Regions from separate parts of the Mus musculus genome. Here region 1 is linked to region 2. Evidence: chromatin contacts called from public promoter capture Hi-C data. All regions are on one chromosome and are shown on one strand. The core of a region is the stretch at or near the end of the contact, and the rest is flanking DNA. Distances in the headings are between cores, read along the strand shown.

Region 1 (4,188 bases), core at 1,183-3,682, 1.1 Mb before region 2:
TACTGAGACTTTAACCTAACTAGAGCTCAGCTTCAATCACGAGTCATCTGTCTTCCTGCACTTACTGTGTCGTTTCGTCCAGGGTTTTTGTTTGTCTGTCTGTTTTGAGACAGGTTCTCTGGCAAGCCAGGCTTCAGACTCACTATGTGAGCCAAGGGTGCTCTTGAGCTGTGATTACAAGCCTTCACCCCCATCTCCCATTTATAAACAGGTAAACAATCTCAACTACCTCAGACCTAGAGGGAACGCTGGTAATGTGGGATCCCAAGGGGCATGGCCATTGGAGTCACAAAAGAATGGAAGGAGCCGTGGGGGCGCACGCTTATAGGAGGTTAAGGAAGGAGGCGCTGACTGGGCCCCCAGAGGAAGAGCCTGTATCTCTAAAGAAACTAGGGAGGAGCTGGAGAGACTTCACTAGCTGATCTTCCTTCCAGAGGACCTGAGTCTGGACTCTAACTCCAGCTCCAGGGGGTCACACGCCCTCCCCTGACCTCAGCAGATGCTACCCCTCTCACACGCACATAACATAAAAGTAAACCTGCCTCCCTAGTGCTGGGCCTGCAGACCTGTGCCGCCACACTCAGTAAGTGACAATCTTAAAAGGCAAAGGCGAGGTGAAAAAGTAAGCGGACAGGGAAGCAGCCTGACTTCCAGGTAGGGGCCCCACCCACCTGCAGGTGTTCTCGCAGACCGTGCCGCTGTTGTACTCGTCTGTGCCATCACAGCAGTCTGAAGCAAAGGTAAGGGCCAAGAGCAGAGTGGGTGAGGTCTCCCCCTGGCTGGCCCGACCTTCCCCAGATCCTGGGAGGACCCGCACTGCACTTACCACATACCCCATCATTGACCCGGCTGGAGAGGATGTACAAGGGCTTGTACCCAGTGTTGGTGCAGTGAAAGCTGCCATTGGGACAAGCAGCTGTGCCTACAGGAAAAAAAAAAAGTTTGATGCGTGTTCCCCACGCCACATTTGTTTGTGGGGGGCTCCAGCAAAGTAAGTGTAACTCGGGTGTGGTGGTGCACGTCTGTAATCCCAGCACTCTGGTGGTGATCACAGGATAACCCGTGGTCCAGGTCATTCTCAGCTACACTGTGTGCTCAAGGCCAGGCTGGGCCACCAGAGACTGTGTCTCCAGAACAAAAATAAACTAAAGCACAACCAAGAAGAAACTGTATCTTCAGGGGCCAGCAACACAATCCTCCAGTATTCCCCAGCTTCTCCGGAGGCCCTTCAAAAAGGCCAGGCAACTCCCCTCCACTCCTCTTTGCCTTCATCAATCCCTAGAAGGCCATTCAGTTTCCCTCCTCCTCCCACTTCTGAGAGGGTCTTCTGTTGGCTCTTCCTGACTCGAAACCTCACCTCCTCCTGAATGCCATTCATGGTTCCTGCAATGACATTTGCTGACTTGGTCATACACCTGGACATTTGTTCCTTTGATAGGGAATGGAAACCAGGACTGGCACCTACAAACACTGCCCCTCAGCTAATCCAAGCCAACAGGGATCTTGTTTCTGTGCCTGCTTCTGCTCACTGAGCAGGAAGCAACAGGAGAGTGAGATCCAAGTTCTTTGGGGCATCTGCGCTTAGCAGGCTCATTTAATGGGCGATGGGCAAATGCAAACGCTCACCAGGCTCATCTGAACCGTCCTTACAGTCGCAGTAGTCGTCGTTCACCTGATCGAATGGGATGGTGGCTGTGCCGTCCAAACAGGTGAAAGGTTTAGATTCTTCATAGAAGTGATGGTCTGGTGAGGGAAACAAGAAGCTCTGCTCAGATCTTAAATAAATATTACCTCTGTCCCACTCACTCACCAGCTGAAATGCTACGGGAAACGGAGGAAAAAGGCTGAAACGCCCCTCCCGATGCACAAAGAAGAGACTCACTGCTGAGGGAAACGCCCCGGGGTCTCTTAACTTCTACAGCCCAACAGAGGGGTAGTAGTAGTAGCAGCAGCAGCAGCATCCCGTCCGGGCCGAGACCGGAAGTGTGTTATGCGGCAGGAAGATACGCGATGGCCTCTCACTGTAGGAAAGAATGAAGAAGCATCTAATCATTGGGAGAAGGCAGCTTACCCAAGACCGGCCTCACCACTGCTTCCGGAAAAGGAGGGCACAATCGGAGTTGGAAGTGCAAGGGCAAGGGGCGTCTCTCCGCCCCGAGCCAGTGGAAGAGTCTCAAAGTGAACTCAAAACCATAGGTCTCTCGGTAAAGAGGTGAAATGGGCAACTCCCGCCAAAGGTTCAAAGGATTTACGATCCCTCCACACCACCCACCCTGCTGCAACCTATAAGAAACTAGGGTGCCTTCCTCCCATCGCTACTTCATCACCTACGCGAGGTAGAGGCAAAGGTCAATAGCCACCACACCAGGTTAGCTCAGCAGCCACGGTTCCTGCAGTAGAATAAGAGAACGGAACGCTCCGGATACGTCACTTCCGTTTTGCTCATCCCTCTTGGCGAACGGCAACTCCGGGACGCCATGTTAGGAGTGGCAAGAGTGCGTGTGCGGGCGCTGAGGCGGCCATCTTGAGTAGGAACATGAAGACCTAACCTTAGAACAGATCGGAAGTGTAGCGCTTAATGGCGGCGTAACGTGCCTCCATCTTGGGAGTGGCGGGTTACTGGCCACTGCCAGCGAACACGCAGGCGTCACGTGACCGCTACGCTCGCGCCTCTCTTTCGCTGGGCCTCTTTGTGGGACCGCCCCTCCGAACCGAGTCAGCCAATAAGAGCAGTGGAGTGTAACGCGGGCGGTTTCCTTGGGAACGTGGGCGGGGGGAGGAAGTTACTTAGCAACCGGGAGATGCTAAGAGGCCCGCAGCCAGGCAGTTAGCAGAAGTGCATTCCCAGAGCCTAGGGAACCAGCGTTTAGGATCCTGGATTATAGAGGCCAACTTGTAGTTATTCTCCTACCCCTTAGAGGCTTCCCGACCTTAACCCGATCACCATGACGTCCCCCCTGTGCTGGGCAGCCGCGACCACCACGGTGACTAGCCCGGAGCAAGCTCCAGCGCCCTCTTCCAAAGCCAAAGGCAGTAAGGTTCACCGAAGCAAGTCTATGGGCCGGGCACAGGCCTGGCCTGCACATCATCCCAAGTCAGCAACCTCCTTCCATGCAATGAAGTCTTCTGTGCACGCACAGGTGCTTGAGTTACAAAGAAAAATCCAACTGTTAGGTAAGTATGGCTGCAGACTGCACCGAAGGATCCGGGATCAACCGTGCCCACCAGGTCTTCTGAGTAGGCGCTATGTGTTTCTCCAGCACGAGTCTATGTGACCAACTTGAAACAAACACTCAAATCTTATCTTTCTTTCCCATTTCTTTGTACTATTACCTCTTCTAATGTGCATATGGGTGAGTGAAAAGCACAGATTCTAGAGTTTGTTTTTCTTTATTTATTGTTCTGTTTTGCGTTTCTGTGGGCAGAGTGCAGTACTCTCAGATGCCAGGAGAAGGCATTGGATCCCTTGGAGCTAGAGTTACAGGTGTTTATGAGCTGACCAATGTGGGTGCTTGAGACTAACAACCTTCCTCGCTCTGCAGGAGCAGCAAATGTCCTTAACCACTGAGCCATTATCCCTCCCACCCAAATTTTATTTATTTATTAAATTATTTTTGAGAGTTAGCCTCATGTGGCCCAGGCTAGCTTGAACTCAAAGGAGACCTAGCTCCACCTTTTTGGGTGATTGGCATGTGCCACCATGCGGGCATCATGCGGTGCTGAGGCTGGAACCCAGGGCTCTATTCATGCTACTCAAGCACTTTGCTGAGTTATATCTTCAGCCCAAAGAGAGTTTGTTTCTCTGGGGTCTGAATCCTTGCTCTGCATAAAAGTTGTTTGATCTTGGGGAACTTAGAGTCATCTAATTGTACTCAGTTTTTCCACCTGTAAAATGGGCATAGTAACTGCACAGGTAGTACTTGACATTCATAAAATGCTCATATAGTGCATTGTTAAGTAGTAGAAAGTAAAAACTAGTGGCTTCCCTGGAGGGGGAGGAGATAATGCTGCCCTTCCCAGAGACTATTTAGCAATGTCTGCAGACTTTTTTATCATTTTGCTGAATGCAGGAGGGTACTACTCCAGTTTATTAGGCATAGGCGAGGAGAAGGCTTTACATGTTATTAGGCCTAATACAGCCCCCACAGCAAAGAATTATCAAGACCAAATATTGCTTATGCCACAGTT
Region 2 (3,995 bases), core at 191-2,690:
GATGCTGGGAGAACTTAGAAGCCAGGTCTGAGCTGGGCAGTGGTGGCGCACGCCTCTAATACCAGCACTCAGGAGGCAGAGGCAGGCGGATTTCTGAGTTTGAGGCCAGCCTGGTCTACAAAGTGAGTTCCAGGACAGCCAGGGCTACACAGAGAAACCCTGTCTTGAAAAACCAAAGAAACAAAAAAGAAAGAAAGAAAAAAAAAGAAGCCAGGTCTGCTTTGGTATGCAAAACATGTGCATGCTCGCGTGTGTGTGTGCACACACACACACTGTCCCCTGTCCCAGGGTCTGAAGCCAAACAAAAAGGTCACTCCTCTGCTTCCTGCTTATGTGTAGCATGCAAGCTCTCAGCTACTGCTCCAGGATCATGTTTGTCTATCTGTCTGTCTGCTGCCATGCTCCCTGTCATAATGGTTATAGACTCACCCTCTGAAACTGTAACCAGGCCCCCAATTAAATGCTTTCTTGTATAAGTTGGTCATGGTGTCTCTTCACAGCAGAAGAACCATGACTAAGACAAGGATCTAAAGCAAAGAGCCTCGGACAGCTCCAAAACTTGCTGGGTAGCATATGGACAGAAACATCTTGTCTGACAAGAAAGCCAACATAGTAATGAGAGCATCTGCAGGCAGGAGCCAGGAGAAGACTAACGACTAATAAGTCAACATAAAACAACCCTCAGATAAAATCTTCCTCCGCAATGTTCCCTTTTGTGTCCTCTAACATTCCAAGCCCCCTGCCCCTCGTACAATCTCCATTTCTCTAGTAAAGGACTGCCTGCTCTGTTGAGCTGATGCTGGCTTTTATTTCCATGTTGCCTTCATCAGTTCCGATCTAACACCCACTCCCACTCCCTTTTAAGACAGGGGCTCACTGGCTGGCTTGGAACTCACAGAGCTCCAACTGCTGCTGCCTCCCAGGTACTGTGATTAAGTCTGTGCTACCACATCCTAAGGTTTTGTTTCTTCTGGCAATATTGGGTACCAAGGACTTTGTAAGTGTCCTACTACTGAGCTACACCCCCAGCCCCTCACTGGGGGATTCTAGGCAGGGGCTCACACCTCTACTGGCTGCTGGGGTTAAATGAGAAAGTTTTACCCCTTTAAGGGTGTCCCCAGCGCCAGGCATCAGGGTACTCACTGATACATCATCATTGTCATGGTTGTCTGAGTCTGGAGCCCACAAGTCTACCAGGGCCTAGGGCCTCCCATGCTCTGTGAGCCTGAGAGAAAGGAAGAGACTCGTAGGGCAGTGGCCTCTGTTATCATGCTCCGGAGGCCTGGGCAAGGGGATCTGGCTATTCTGCCCAGGGTTCTCACACTGGAAATACTAAATATTTACACTTGCTGTGCTCCCAGGCTCCATCCATGCTCTGGGGGATGGGTGGTTTCCAAGTCTTCTCTCGGCTTCTGTCTTTTCAGTCTCCTGCACCCAGATACTCACCCAGAAGGACTCCCGGTCCTTCGTCCTGGTCCTTCAGGCCTTCCTCAGATTTTGTGGAATTGCCGCAAACCTCACTGGAGCCAGCGTCTGGGCTGTGAGAGGTGAGAGTGGGTAGGAGTGGATGTAGGTAGATGCTGTTTGTAGAGTGCATCTGGTCTTGATTGTGTGTGTACGGGTGTGTATGTATGTTGTCTATGTATGTGCATGTATATGTATGTGCGTATGTATGTATGTGTATGTGTGTGTGTGTGTGTATACGTTGTGTGTGGGGGGGCACAGGGAGGCTCCCAGGTCTCTCATTTACTCCAAGCTTGCCAACGAAGGCGGCCACATGTGCCCAAGACTGCCCAGTGCTTGGGAGCTGACGCCTGATGAGCAGCCACTGTAGTTGATGTACCTTGCCTCTAGCTCAGAAGTTTCCACGGCTCTCTCACTTCCCTTCTATGCCACCCCACAGGCCTCTTTGCTATGTCTTCTTTTCAGCACATCTGAAATGAGATCCAATTCCAGGACCTTTGCACTTGTGGTTTCTTCTGAGCAGGTCCAAGTGTGTGCCCGAGTGCCTGGGAGTGGTGGCATAGGGCCCTGGGTGTGAATTCTGCAGGGCAGGAGTGGGGAGTCACGAATATTAACCTGGTATGGTGGCACACACAAGCCATCTAGGGATGAAGAGGCCCAGGCAGTAGCATCCTAACCTAGTTCGGTAACAGACTGGGCTACTAGTGACACCATGTCTCAAATTAGAAAAGAGGGGCCCAGCATGAGTGATGGATGTTCCATCCCCTGCACGCCCCGCCCCCCACGCAAAATGGAAGTTTTCTCTTTAAGTGGGGGCCACCGAAGGTTCTGAGGGGAGAGGTGACCAGGTCCAAGTGTCCGGAACCGAGGATGGAGAGGGATTTGGGGTGTAAAATGATTCTGGTTGTTGTATGAACTGTGGTAAACGGACAATCTGCGCTGCGAGCTGCAGCCCAGCTCTGTTGTGGAGTACAACCGTAGGAAGTGACGCCCAGGGATCAATACTTTAGCTCTCCTTGGCTACCTTGGAGCTTTGGGACCCGTCTAGGCTAAAACAGTAGTCTCTTTCCTCTTCACTGCAGGTGACGGCCATGGGGACCGCCAGGCTACGCAAGCTGCAACTGCTGCTTCTGCTGGGCGCTTGGAGGGCGCTCGGAGGTGCCGCGCGTTGCCGCGTCACCCTAGTTTTGTCCCCGCAGAAGGCAACTAGCGCCGTCTGCAGGAGCTCAGAAGCCACCCAAGACAGCGAACTGGCCACGCTGCGCATGCGCCTGGGTCGCCACGAGGAGCTGCTGCGCGCGCTGCAAAGGCGTGCGGCGGAGGGTGGTGCGCTCGCGGACGAGGTGCGCGCACTGCGCGAGCACAGTCTCACCCTGAACACGCGCCTGGGCCAGCTGCGCGCGCAATTGCAGCAGGAGGCGAGGGCGGAGCCTGACCTGGGGGCGGAGCCTGCTGCTGCACTTGGTTTGCTAGCCGAGCGCGCGCTGGACGCTGAGGCCGAAGCGCGCCGGACGACGGCACGCCTGCAGCAGCTGGACGCACAGCTCCGTGAGCATGCGCAGCTCATGAGCCAGCATAGCAGCCTCCTCGGCCGCCTGCAACGCGCGTGCGCGGGCCCGGAACGGGGACAGCAGCAGGTAGCTGTGCCGCGCGCTCCGTGTCAGGGGCACCACCCACTGCTCATCTGGGTGAATGATTGGGGAGAGCTTCATTGGCTGCACGAAAATATTCACAGCTCCTAGGCTTACAAGCACTTTCATCATACACAAGGACTTTTTTTTTTCTTTTTTTTAGTTTTACTAGACAGGGTTTCTCTGTGTAGTCGTTGCTGTCCTGGGACTCACTCTTTACACTAGGCTGACTTTGAACTCAGAGATCCACCTGCTTCTGTCGCCCAAGTGCTGAGATTAAAGGCGTGCGCCACCACACCAGGCTTGCATATCCTTTTAAGGATCTATTTTCATCTTAATGTGTGTGGACCGATGCATGTCTGATATGTGTTTGTGCACCATGTGTGTATAGAGTGTGTATACAGGCTAAAAATGATCTGGAACTGGAGTTACAGATGACTGTGAGCCACCTTGCTGGGAATTGAATCTGGGTTTTCTGGAAGAACAGGCAATGCTCTTAACCGCTGAGTCAGCTCTCCAGTCCCTAAGACAATATATTCTTGTAACTACATGGGACTTATGAATTTTGGGCAATTTCTGTCACCAGCCTTTTTGGTTTTGTTTGCTTGTTTTCTTTTTTCTTTTATTGAGATAGGGTCTCATGTAGCCCAGGCTAGGTTCTAGCATGTAGCTCAGGCTAGGTTCTAGCTCCTTGTGTAGTTGTGAATGACCTTGATTCTCATGTTCTGCCTCAGCGCAAATGACAGACATGGGACAACAAACAGCCAGGTTGGCTGGTTTTACATTCCTATTGATTTTGGGGTCCCTGGGACCTCCTATATGTGAGGTGGCTGTTCTGCTGCTGAGCCACATCCCCAGCATTGGGCCTGAATTTTGGCTTAGTGATGGTTCTGTGGATTT

The links. Promoter capture Hi-C pulls out the DNA fragments that hold promoters and counts their contacts.
Region 1: a promoter capture Hi-C map of liver shows a contact between it and region 2, with 5 times the contacts expected there. The contact joins the promoter of Prkcsh here to the promoter of Angptl6 in region 2. A contact is called at or near these places in 3 of 39 promoter capture datasets (liver, neutrophils and pre-B cells), 1 of 484 Hi-C or Micro-C datasets (CD8 T cells) and 3 of 9 other capture datasets (adipose tissue, liver and macrophages).

Annotation. Positions count from the first base shown.
Region 1 is chr9:22,001,232-22,005,419 of GRCm38.p6, reverse strand. It overlaps Prkcsh (protein kinase C substrate 80K-H), which reads right to left and starts at 2,432. Exons shown (of 18, transcript NM_008925.2): 1 at 2,332-2,432; 2 at 1,883-2,021; 3 at 1,627-1,743; 4 at 827-922; 5 at 672-729. The coding sequence starts at 1,961. It overlaps Ccdc151 (coiled-coil domain containing 151), which reads left to right and starts at 2,786. Exons shown (of 13, transcript NM_029939.3): 1 at 2,786-3,174. The coding sequence starts at 2,946.
Region 2 is chr9:20,877,155-20,881,149 of GRCm38.p6, reverse strand. It overlaps Angptl6 (angiopoietin-like 6), which reads left to right and starts at 1,440. Exons shown (of 6, transcript NM_145154.2): 1 at 1,440-1,547; 2 at 2,547-3,101. The coding sequence starts at 2,556.